Linked DNA regions of Mus musculus: all the other regions are linked to region 1. Evidence: chromatin contacts called from public ChIA-PET data. All regions are on one chromosome and are shown on one strand. Each heading gives the region's core, a stretch centred on a gene start, on an enhancer-like site or on the middle of the called end of the contact. The rest is flanking DNA. Distances are from core to core; before and after follow the strand shown. Region 1 overlaps Fam234b (family with sequence similarity 234, member B). Region 2 has its middle 56 kb from the start of Emp1. Region 3 holds the start of Emp1 (epithelial membrane protein 1).

Region 1 (4,098 bases), core at 910-3,409:
CTTAAATTTAAATTGCAAGCCAGTCATGGTGGCACATGCCTTTAAATCCTAGTATTTGGGGAGACAGAGGCAGGCAAATGTAGGTGAGTTTAAGGCTAGGTAGGGCTACATAGTGAAATCCTGTCTCAAAAAAACCAACAAAACTTTTAACTGAGGTAACTGCTCATTAATGTGATCTCTCCTGAGACTAGGGAGAAGAGGGCCTTTTATCCCATCAGGTACAGAGCAGCTGCTCCAGTGTCTGAGCCATGGCTTTAGGAGGCCACTGTACTGGAATCAGAGCTTATCTTTCTTCAGGGGGAAGGGAGGAAATTAAGACACTGCATCACTGGGGCATACTAGACAGACTAGAACTTATTAAGCAGTCCAGGATGTCCTCGAACTTGCAGCAATCCTCCTGCCTCAGCTTTCAAGTGCTGGAATTATAGATATGAGCTACCACATCCATGCTGAAAGTTGTCCTCTTCTGGCACCTCCCTTTGGTCATTGACGAATCAGAAAGGATTTTAGTCTGATTAGTTTGTGTAGAGGGAGGTCCTGATGTTAAAATCCCATTCCCCAATTGGTTCTTGACTTGTCAATAAAGAAGGCTGGGGGCGGCCAATCGCTGGACAGAAGGTACAGGTAGGACTTCCAGGTCCCAGAAGGAAAAGGAGACTCAAGGAAGGAGATTGCTGGTTCTGCCATGCTTTGGAGGAAGAAGGACACAGCAACCATGTGAGGCTTGGGGGCTGCGGCCTCTGCTACGGGCAGATTGCCAAAGATGTTTGGCAGGGGTTTAGGTGGAACAAGCTAGAAAAACAGAAATATTAAATTGGTAAGGGCACGCTTTTCCAGGCAGGAGTTATCTGCACCCAGCAATTGTGCCTAGTAGGCAAGTTAAAAAGTAACAGTTTGTGTCTTTAATCCTCAGATTCAAGGGTCTCAGAGTGGGCTGGTAGCATGGCCCCTCCCAGAGCAAAGGCAGGTAGAAAGAGATGCCGGGTTAGGGCTGGTGGCAGCCGATCCCAGAGCTAAGCCGGGTAAAACAAAAGGAAACCAGGGAGGGGCCAGAGCTCGGTCCAATCCGGGAAAAGGTGGTAGCGATTTTTAAAACTACACACCACAAGTTTAGACAGGTCCCAAAGTGCAACAACCCAGGCTCACCTGGAATTTTCAAACCTCTGAATGCTGCGATTACAAGGGGGAAGCACTTGCTTGTGTTGTTGTTGTTGTTGTTGTTGTTGTTGTTGTTGTTGTTGGGTTTCACCACACATGTGTCAATCTCAAGCTCACTATGCTATCACCGACGGCCTTGAGTATCTGATCCTTCTGCCTGTCTCCTAAGTACAGGAGTATTACCACCACACCTGATTTATGCAGTTCAGGGGACCCAACAAGGGCTTCATGCATGCTAAACCATCACGCTACCAACTAAGATATATCCAAAGCTTACCTCTTATGAGCCTTCTCCATCCATCCTGTTGTTTTACAATTGAAGTAAATTTTAAATAGATACAATATGGTAAAGCTAACATTCTGTTTACAGAGTAAAAACTACACAGTTTTCTAGGGACTTAATTTGTTAGCTCTCATTTTCATAAGCGGCCTACAGGGAAAGATAAAACTTTCTCATTTAGACATGTGAAGAGATCAGAGCATGGATAGGGTACAGTTTGCCCCGGGCCACAAAGCTACAGAGTAGCACAGAAGGAATTTACACACGAGCCATCTGCCTCCAGAGCCCTGCTAAAGCACAGTACTCAGAACCACAGAGCATCACAGGAAATGAGCTTGGAATAGTCTTGGGTCACTTAAGCTCACCAGGAGAATCTATTTCGGCCTAAGCCATTGCAACAACAAGGTCCTACGCAGCACTTACAGTAACCATCACCAGAGACCGTACCTGCAGTTCTCCAATGGCCAGCACCACCAGATCTCTGACACCATCTTCATCAAGGTCTGGCAGCACCACAACCGGGGCTGCCAAGGTACCGTTGGACAGATGGTTTGGGTTCAGAGTCCAGAGGACTTTCCCTAGGGAAGGAGACAGAGGTAGATCATCACTTCTGCTTTCTGTCTCAGCAAAAGGTAGATGCAGCATTCCTGAGCCAGAAGAGAAAACTCAGCAGCTGAACGAACACGAGACAGCTCCCCACATCCTGCCATTACTTCTGTCTGACGACGAGGAGAGCAGGAAGTGGGATTATGAAAACCTCAAGCGTCTGGCTACCCATGCATGCAAAGGCCTCACATCTGGATTTCAGTTTATTTAGCTATTGTTTTATGTGTGTGACCGCTTTGCCTGCATGTATGCCTGTACACTGTGTGTCCGCTGATGCCCTGGAAAGTCAGAAGAGAGCATCAGAACCCCTGCAACTGGCATTACAGCTGGTTGTAACTGCCCTGTGTTGCTGGGACCTGAAGCCAGGTCCTCTGTAAGAGTGGCCAGTGCTCTGAACCATTGAGTGATCTCTTGAGTCCCACACATCTGGATTTTGTATATCAAATAGAGATGGCTATGTCCTCCTGGCAAGTAGGAGCTCACTCTACTAGGGCTGCGGAATGTGTCTGTCACAGGGCATTGCAGGCACTAAGGAGCCCACACCAGAGAAACCACAGAAGGCTTTCAAGGACTTCAGTCCTGAGCTAGGACAGTAAGTGCACTCTGAAGATTTGTTTTAAATACAGGTGCTCATATGTCTCAGGCTGGCCTTGAACTTAGATGTAGCCAAGGATGATCCTGAACTTCAGATCCTGGTTCTACCTCTTAAATGAGTGCTGGCATTATAGGCCTGCACCACTATGCCCAGTTTATGTGGTGCTGGGAATCAAACTGGGTGCTTGGTGCATGCTAAGGATTCTCTCTGCAAAATGGTGTGTGTGTGTGTGTGTGTAATTTTTCCCCACCCAGAGGTACTCCACTAGACAAGCATAGTACTCAACACCTATAACTCCAGCACTTGGGAGGCTGAGGCAGGAAGATCTTATGAATTCAAGGTCTGGGGTACAGTGTAAAAACCATGTCTCAAAAGGGAGTGAGCAAAAATAAAGCACCCCATTTTGGTACCTCTGAATTGGGAAGGATGTTACTATTCAACTTCTCGAGATTATAGCCCATAGAAATATTATATCATATTATATTATATTATGTCATGTTATATTAAGTTATGTTATATTACATGGAGATATCTTTTTCATACTAGACTCATTTTCATCACTGCCAGCCTGTGGATCTAAAACAGAAAAGAAGCTAAAAGGCCATATCAGCACAAGACTGGGAGTTCTTTTCAGTAGCATCCAACCAGGGCCCAGGTTCACATACAGACCAGCACAATTCAAAGGCAAGGAGGTGACATGCTCTTGCCTGTTGTACAAAGACCAGTACAGAGAGACTCTACAACCCAGGTCCCCGGGGTAGCATCTGTTTGGGTAAGAGTTTATTTAGCCCTGTCTTATCACCAAACAGGTTGCAACAAGAATCTGCTTACTCGGTCCTCCCAAGCCCTTTATCTCTTACCCTTAATAACCAAGCACCTTCTGAACCAGGAGAGCAAAGCAGTTTCCCCTGTCGGCTGCTCGGATCCGACACTGAGGCTCCGGAGGCAGCACTCTGCGCGCCCAAGGCCACTCTTTACCTGACGTCGCATTGAATGCGCTGAGCATCTTGCGAGTCCCCGTCACAAGGCAGATGGTTTTGGCCACACTTCCTGGTATCAGATCTAAGCATGTGACATCTTGAGCCTCCTCTGGGAGGGGACTGGACCACAGTGTGCTGCCGTTCATCCCCGAAAGGCACACCAGATCTGCAGTTGGTTGTGAGCCAACACCTAAAGGCAAGCAAGAGAGGTGGGGAAAGGGCAGAAGGGAAGAGTCAGGGAGATGAACGGTGACATAGGGAGATGGTGGTGACACAGCAGCTCGCTCTTGTCTGCTCAGCTCCTTCCTGTGGTTTCTGACAAGGTGTGAACACGGAACTTGTCATCCCCCACTTCACACCTCCTGTAGGACACGTGTAAGACCAGCCGCGGTGGGCTCCTCTAAACTGCCTCACCATGTCTCCGTTTTGGCACCTTTCCCAACGCATCTGTTTACCTGTCTGCCACCTTAGCCCACACT
Region 2 (4,098 bases), core at 959-3,458, 200 kb before region 1:
GGGCTGTGAAGGACAGATGAGATGCTTCAGAGACCAAGGGATCCCATGGTCTGCCACTTCCTGTGTGGCTGTTGTCAGAAGGGTAGAGGGGTGTTCTCTCATAAGCTTCCTCAGCCCATTGGTCATTTGCTCTGCCCCCCAACCTTCTTGGTCTCTCAGTATCTCGTAAATGCAGAATAGCCCTTCTTTTCCTGTGGCACCTGTCACCTATGATAAACTCCTTCCATCAGGAAAGATGGGGAGTGGACAAGCATCGTGGGTCTTGCCTGTATCCTCAGCCCTAGGAAGGATAAGGCAAGAGGGTCAAGAATTCAAAGCCAGCCTGTGCTACAGAGTGAATTCTTTATTGGATATAGCAAGACCTTGTCCAATAAAGAAGGAAGGGGAGGGGAGGGGAGGGGAGGGGAGGGGAGGAGAGGGGAGGGAAGAAACATGACAATGTGTACCTATAATCCCACCATATGAGAGATGGAGCCAGGTGAGTAGAGAGTTCAAGGCTAGCCCCAGCTATACAGTAAGTTTCTGACTCAGAAAAGGAGGGGGAGAGGTTCTTGCCTCCCTCTCTTCAGCTGCACTGCCATTCCCCCAGAAAGGCTCTATAGTAACCCAAACCCTCTCTTCTTATCAAGACTTCCAGATTATACAGCCTGACCTCACTCTCAGACACAAGGACCTCCCAGGAACCCCCATTCTCACATCAGCATAACCTTAACTTAGTGTCGACAGGGCAGAGCAGGCCTATTATCCCAGCTATCCCAGAGATGGGGCAGGAGAATTACAAGTTCAAGGCCAGCCTGAGGAACTCAGTGAGACCATCTCTAAATAAAAGATATTTTTGAAAGGCTGATGTGTATCTCACTCTCCTGGCATGCAAAGGCCCTGGGCACAGGGCTGTTCTCTGAACTCTTTCCCCTGTCACAGTGCCTGGGTCAGTTCACTTCAATTTTGTACCTACTTTGTGTTCCCCAGTGAGGCCTTTGTGTTTTCCCAAGAGAAGTTTCCCAGGTCCCTTAGGGCATATAGCCTTGGTGGCGTGCCCATAAGTCTCTGCAGTGCGATGACATCTGCAGCTGCTATGTCACAGTATATGTTCCATCCTATCCGCTGTCCCCTGCAGCAGCCACAGGGAGCTCAGCACAGCACTGGTTCTGGGCATCTTAGGATCGTGGTGCTGAGTGGGTCCTTCCAGGCCCTCTGCTTCCCTCCCTCTCCCTGCTGCTCTCACATCTGGGTCGGTTCACTGTCTGTTAACACTTTAGATGAAGGACCGGGAAGAATAAGTGTGAAAACCCAGTTAGTCAGTGTTGTCGTTTTCTGGAAGCTGTGGTGGAAGACAGATTGCATAGGAAGAAAAAGCTATTAGCCATTGAAACCTACAGATTTCAATTAACCTTTCTTGTCAGAGATAATTGAGAATTGACCAAAAAATACAAAAGTTATTTTCTTTGCAACCTTTTTTTTCTTTTTTTTTATAATTTTTATTTTTAATATTTAATTTTAATATTTAGAATTTATTTTTAATTTGTTGTTTTGGTTTGAGTGGGGGGGGTTTTTTTTGAGACAATTTCTTTCTCTTCTATAGCTCTGACTGTCCTGAAACTTGCTTTGTAGACTGAAATTCGGAATCTACCTGTCTCTGCCTCCCTAGTGCTAGGATTAAAGGCACGTGTTACCACACCCAGTTTCTGACACCATCTTCAAGCTGCATTGACCAAAACCCACAGACATAGGCATGATATCAGAGATACATGGCTGGCATATGAACCCATAGACTTAACTCAACCCTAAAGCCCCCAGAGTCATAAGGAAGTGAAGACCACCTCCCCCTCCATCCTATGCTCTGCTGAGCCTCACCTATTCCAGTTTTGAAATCTTAGAAGTTCATCCAACTTGGCAGGCATCATGGTCCTGTTCCTCAGCTGAGCTCTGATGCCCCTGCCCAGACTCCACCCTTCTCTGCTGTGGCTCCTCTCTTTCCTCTAGACTGTGAAATACTTAACATCTCCCCCAAGCCCATGCCTTCCAGATATGGCTCAAGTCCAAAAGTATATCAAAGGCTTAAGACAATGACACTCGTTCTGAATGGCCCAGTACCCTCCACCAGAACCTTGCTTTGCCCTCCAAGCAAGTCCGACTACTCTTGAAGAGTCAGGCACCAAGGGCAGCAGCTGTGTGCCCATCTGAGATCAAGTTCTGAAACTTCTGAGCTTTGCCTGTGTGATGAGTCACCTCAGTTTCCTCTCCTGAACAGTGAGCCTTCACGTGGATCTACTTCCTGTGTTTACTTTGAAACCTAAAAGAGATGGCATATTAGTTAGCTTCCTATCACTGTGATAAGACACCTGGACTGAGGCAACGGGAGAGAAGGACAGGTTTGGTTCTAAAGGGATAAGACCGTGACCATTGCAATGGGGAAGGACAGCAGCAGACTGGATGGCAACTGGAGACGTATCCTGGGAGTTCACCCCTTAAACTGCGAGCAGGAAGCAGAGATAACAAACCGGAAGTTTGTGCCAGTCTTTTCAACTCTCAAAGAAAGTCTTCAGTGGCATACTTCCTCCATCAAAACCACATCTCCTAGGCCACCCCAAACAGCACCACCAACGGGGGCCCAAATATTCAAATACCTGAGACCACCACAGGTGAATGCCAAGAGCCAGGTAGAAAATAAGTATCAGGAGAGAGATGACCCCAGCCATTGTTACCAGTGTCCCCAAAGACGTTATCGTGGCGCTAGACGCCATGTCAGCTGCCACCTGGGACCCACTGTAGAGGGACTCTGGGGTTCCACTCTACCAGAAGAACCCCAAGACTGCGGGTTGCACCATGGTGTTTTCTAGGGTTCTCAGTAGAGAAGCATTTCAGTGTTTGTGTAGATTCCTGTCTCTCCCCTGCAAGATTGTAGTCTAGTGTTCATGGGGCTTAAAAGCCACTTCCAAACCATTGGCACAATTAGCAGTTAGGGATGCGGGAGCAACTGTGACTGGTCCAGTTGATAGCAACTCACTCCCTCAGGATGAGTTCTTCCCAGGAGGGTCCTCCATTCTCCTGCAAACAGGCTGCTAGGAGATCCGGCTCATCAAGCTTGTTGACAATTCCAAACATGTCTCCATATACTTAAACTTAATTACAATTAGCATGGAAATTAGTGCCCCCTTTAAAATTAACAATTCATACTTCTAGGACCATTAGAACACCGACCCATGGTCCTGCACAATCCTCCCTGCCACACCTCTCTCTCTCCTCCTCTCTGACACTGAATTTCTGCTGGGTTTTGCAGACAGCGCCATCTTCTGGACAAGAACTCAGCTGCACCGTCCCCTAGTGGATGGGACACAGGGCAGCAGCTTCCTCTTCGAGGCCACAGGTCTTTTGCCAAATACTTCTGCTTCTGCTCTACAATGGCTAATAATTCCTAAAAGAAGAAGACTGGGGAGTTTGGTGGAGGGTCTGTGAGAAGTGTAAGAGAAGAAAAGAGCCAAGCGTAAATAAAATCCATAAGGGGGTCGGGGTGAGGGGGCGATGCACGTGCACCGCATGTCGTCGGTGGTGTTTCTCAGAATCCACTCTCCTTGCACATTGAGGCAGGGTCTCTCACTGAGACCTGGAGCTCGCTGATCAGGCTAAGCTGGCTGGCCAGTCAGCCCTAGGAGTTCACCTTACTCCACCCCTACGGTCACAAAGTGAGCACCACCACTCGGACATCTTTACAGGGGCTAGGGCTGGGAATGAAACTAGGTCCTCCTCTTGCACAGTAGGTGCTTTTTCTGCCAACTGAGCCATCCTCTCAACTTTTTGTCATTGTTTTTTCTTTCTTTCTTTCTTTCTTTCTTTCTTTCTTTCTTTCTTTCTTTCTTTCTTTCTTCCTTCCTTTCTTCCTTTCTTTCTTTCTTTCTTTCCAGCCACCTGGCATGGGGAGTATCTGCTTTGTTAAACTGATATAATAGTTTGTTGTCTTGATATAAAAATAATTACCGGTCTAGAAAGCCTCCCTAAATAAACAAGTGGTGTCCAATAGTGGGCCTGGCTCCCTCTCCCGGTGGGAAGATCTTTACACTACAGCAGGAAAAATCAATTATGTTATGGAAAAGTAGCTTC
Region 3 (4,098 bases), core at 647-3,146, 140 kb before region 1:
CTCTCCCACTACTTGGAGGCAAAAAGTCAGAGCATCATTTTTTTTAAAATTGTCTTCCAACTCCATAGGGAATGGGGGCAGGGAGGGGGTAGCACACAAAGCATTATATTCTCATTTATCAAGGGACAGTGGAGTTTGAGACAGCTCCATGGCTCATGGAGTTGGTGGCAGTTTACCCCTCCCTCTAGTGTTCCCTTTTTGCTGACTTGTTTAAGGTTGCCTAGTTTCAACCAGATCAGAATGACACACAATCACACATGTGATCTTCACAGGAAACTGTGGCTGTGGACCTAACGAAGACGGCTTCCCCAGTTCACAGTCATGCAATCTGGAAGTGATAAACATTGGAAGCAAACTCAGTCTTGAGAAATGGGTCCCAGGGCTTACTCATCACCCCCTCCTTGGGGAAAGGCTTTGCAGAGATTTCTGAAGGATCAATGGATACACACCCACCAATTACTTTTAAATTTTCTCTTCCAACCAGCGAGCTGCATTTCTAAAGAGAAAGGCGCCTCGCTCTTCATCAGGCAAGCTGAATCCTGTCACTCTCCTCTGGCTTGTTTACGAGAGGAGAAAAAAAAAACCCACATCTGTGTTGAAATGAACCACACCTCCACAGACATTCGACCAAAATGCTAAGCTAATAAAAACAAAAGCAAACACAGCCGAGTGCCTTTGTTCTTTTTGCACTTAGCACGTGGGTTTGTAGTTATATAATATTTTACACAAAAGAAATAAGGTAAATATTCCCATATGACCACTGCCACACTAGAAAATTCCATGTCCACTTAGAAAAAAAAATCCTTTAATAGATTCTGAAAGATCTTTTTTTTTTTCCTAAGTTGGCTCCAGAATGCAGAAGCCTGGGTGGAAGCACAGAGCCATTCAGCAACCTTACAGGAATCCCCGAAGGCCCCCAGCCCCACCCTCTCCCCTCTGCCTCCTTCCTCCACCTCCACATCTGGCTAAGGATTCTGGAACCCACACATTCCACCAAATCAACCCCTCCCAAGGTTTATTTGAAACACCCTTTGCCTCTGTTTCCCTAACGGTTTTTCTTTAAACAAACCAATCCCCTCTTCCCTTCCTGTGAGAAGGGGGTGGAGGAAAACAAGAGAAAGAACGAAATACTTAAACAGACATCAACAGACAAGAGGGGGACAGACAGTAAATGCAATCGCAAAAATTAACTGAAACTCAGATATTTATCCACCGTCACCTAAAAGCGTAAAAGAGAAACAACAATAACCAACCCACAAAGCAGAACAAACTTTCTCCCCAGAGACTGCCTTTAACCTGCCTTCGCAGAGAGAAAAGAAAAGCCGGAGCGTTTTGGTAACATAGCATCCTTCTAGATTTCAGCTCAAAGTAATCTGAATGAAAACAGAAGATTTGGAAACATCTTCCAACCCTGCTAATTCATTTCGAAGGCACATAGAGTTCCTTCCATAAAGAATATTGCACTCAAGTTTGTTCCAAAGTCCCTTCTCGTTCCGTCCGTCTCCTCGGAGCAAGGATCCACATACCAGCAAGAGAATGTGGCCCCCACTGATATCCCAGATTCCTCCACTACTACGTTAAGCTAGAAGTCTCAAGGACTCCGTTCTTTGTGAGCCATAGAGGGATAGCAGAGGCAAGAAGAGAGGGGAGGGCTTCAAGGAGCCTAAGAGAGGAAAGAAAGGAGCGGGCTCTGCAGAGTTTCTCCAGTGTGGGGACAATCTTACCTGGAGTATCCAGTGAGAGAGGCAGATGCCCTGGGTGGTAGAGCAGGCTGCTGGTCTGGTCCTCTCTTCAGGAGATTTGCAACCACAGTGAGGGGAGGGACCTGACTCCCGAGGTTATAAGTTTCCTGGGCTGATGTGCTGGGGTGTGTGATGGGCGGTTTCTTTTCCCCGTGTTTTAAAGGAGTTTCTATGAATCAGTCTGGATTTAAAAAAAAAAAAACTTGGTGAGCTACGCCCTGCTAAGTTGGCAGCCGGTCAGATGTGGCTGGGAGTGAGCCATCAATTCAAAGAACCCTGTTGTAGCTCCCTCTGACTCAGACACACAGACCACAGTGGAAAAAGGAGTGACATTGCTTCAAATGAGTAAGAGGAGTCACACAAATAGATCTGTTTACCGAAGCCCAGTTCTACTACCCAGAAGGAGCCTCGGTTGTCAAGGACGTAGGGCAAAACACAGGTTAGGGTCAGGAGGAGGGGAGAGCTGGTAGATGCAGTTCCACGTTAATTAAAGTCCCGGCTAATCATCAAACAGGATTCCCCCGTTCTTCCTCCCCCACTGCACATAGCAGCAGCTGCTCATCACCAGGAATTATCAGACTCATTTCTCGTTGGCTTCCCTGCCTGACCCTTGTGCCCCTGACCTGTAGGCGGCAGTGGGATGAGACCCATGGAGTAGAAAGGCACCCAGCAAGCTCCAAATGTTGAGGCACTGATTGACAGCACATAATCCTGGGCCTTTAGTTAAACTCTCACCCCTATGGATTGTAGGCATTGCAGGAGGAAGTCTTCGAATTAAGGACTTTGCACTCTGATCTTCATGTGATAATCATTGGACCTTGCTCCACAGTTGGCTTTTGTGAAGACAGCCAGGGACCCAATCACAGCTTCTTCCCTGAACCACTCACTCCCCACTTAGTCTCAGAGTTGGGGGGGGGGTGCTACAGAGTTGTCCAATCCCGCAGCCCTGGTCACCTCCCTAAAGAGGTTCAGGTCCTCACTGCCTACATTTAACCCCAGCTCTCCTTAGCTGCAATGTGACTTTGGGCAAGCGCCCTCTCTTTCTGCCTTCTTGTATATAATGGGGATGGTAGGCACCTAGCTCACACAGATGGCAAGAATTACATGTATCAAACAGGTTTGGTGGGTCGTGCCTGCGATCTCAACATTTGAAAAGCTGAGGCAGGAGGATTGCTCTTAGTCCAGGGTCATCTTGGGCTACATGGTGAGTTCCAAGTCAGCGTGGGCTACTGAGTGAGACACTATTGAGAGAGAGAGAGAGAGAGAGAGAGAGAGAGAGAGAGAGAGAGAGAGAGAGAGTTGGTAGGTAGTTGAAGGGATAGCATAAGTTCAAGGAGAACTAGAAGCTATCCTGGGGTACATAAGTGATAGATGGATAGATAATAGAGATAGATAGATAGATAGGTAGATAGATAGATAGATAGATAGATAGATAGATAGATTATAGATTGATGATAGATGATAATAGATGATTGATAGATGATAGATAATAGATAGATACAATAGATTATAGGTAGATGATAGAGAGATAGATGATAGATAAATGATAGATAGATAGATAGATAGATAGATAGATAGAGAGAGAGAGAGAGAGAGAGAGAGAGATAGATAGATAGATAGATAGATAGATAGATAGATAGATAGATAGATAGATAGTAATGACTAACAAGAGCCTGTAAGGTTGTGGCCAATAGTCATTCGATATTAGCTGCAGTGATATTTCCCTGAGGACATTGTTAAATCGGACAAGAGACCTCTCAGAGAAGATACAGAGAGTCGCTGCGGCTGCCAAACCCCAGCAACTGGGGTTGCTGTTCTCTTCCAGGCCAGTGCAGGCCTCGTGATATTATTTAGTCATTGATCAGAACCCTATTTACTGTACAGCAACCTTCTCTGGGCCCTGCTAAAACTGGGTCAGAGTAGACTGGACCTCACCCTCTAGGAATTTAAATTCCACAGAAAGACAGAAAGGGGTGGGAGGCTCGAAGTCCAACGGAGCGCTGATGAAGTTAGGTAGTAAAGACTGTAAGTAAATTTCAGTGATGCATGGTCATGGGTCTGTATTTCTCCAAATCTTATAGAGAAGAGGATATTTTTAAAGCAGATGATTGAGGAAAACACACACACACACACACACACACACACCTGATTTGATCCTTCCTCTTCACGGGTCCTGACATTGGGATTCTATCCGTGGAAAAGTAAAACTGTCCAGATTTTTCATGACAGAGATCTCATCAGTTTCTCATGGTTTTCCTCACCTCCCACCTCTGCCATCTAATAATTAATAATAATAATAATAATAATTTTTAAAAACCCTGTCTCCGAGGAAAAAGGCCAGTCTCTTGCTCCCAGC

The links. ChIA-PET counts read pairs in DNA pulled down with a chosen protein or histone mark.
Region 2: an RNA polymerase II ChIA-PET map of memory CD8 T cells shows a contact between it and region 1, with 9 read pairs. The contact joins two enhancer-like sites. A contact is called at or near these places in 2 of 39 promoter capture datasets (second pharyngeal arch cranial neural crest and trophoblast stem cells), 1 of 484 Hi-C or Micro-C datasets (bone marrow-derived macrophages) and 1 of 115 datasets of contacts at active chromatin or transcription factors (memory CD8 T cells).
Region 3: an RNA polymerase II ChIA-PET map of memory CD8 T cells shows a contact between it and region 1, with 62 read pairs. The contact joins the promoter of Emp1 here to the enhancer-like site in region 1. A contact is called at or near these places in 7 of 39 promoter capture datasets (the C10 cell line, cranial neural crest, frontonasal cranial neural crest and 4 more), 2 of 15 datasets of contacts at CTCF or cohesin (large pre-B cells and pro-B cells), 3 of 484 Hi-C or Micro-C datasets (bone marrow-derived macrophages and embryonic stem cells), 16 of 115 datasets of contacts at active chromatin or transcription factors (the 230-238 cell line, CD8 T cells, embryonic hindbrain and 8 more) and 3 of 9 other capture datasets (adipose tissue, liver and pancreatic islet).

The regions. Positions count from the first base shown.
Region 1 is chr6:135,216,597-135,220,694 of GRCm38.p6, reverse strand. Fam234b (family with sequence similarity 234, member B) reads right to left here. Exons shown (of 13, transcript NM_028982.4): 4 at 3,618-3,809; 5 at 1,886-2,016. Among named protein-coding and RNA genes, the nearest start is that of Gm36533, 21 kb to the right of the region's middle. Within about 2 kb of position 2,159, at least 65 of the 459 cell types and tissues checked have an H3K27ac peak or open chromatin away from gene starts, as enhancers often do. A contact at or near this core is called in the 230-238 cell line, CD8 T cells, bone marrow-derived macrophages and 2 more, where this site is marked.
Region 2 is chr6:135,416,846-135,420,943 of GRCm38.p6, reverse strand. No RefSeq gene overlaps it. Among named protein-coding and RNA genes, the nearest start is that of Emp1, 56 kb to the right of the region's middle. Within about 2 kb of position 2,208, at least 45 of the 459 cell types and tissues checked have an H3K27ac peak or open chromatin away from gene starts, as enhancers often do. A contact at or near this core is called in memory CD8 T cells, where this site is marked.
Region 3 is chr6:135,360,729-135,364,826 of GRCm38.p6, reverse strand. It overlaps Emp1 (epithelial membrane protein 1), which reads right to left and starts at 1,896. Exons shown (of 5, transcript NM_010128.4): 1 at 1,725-1,896.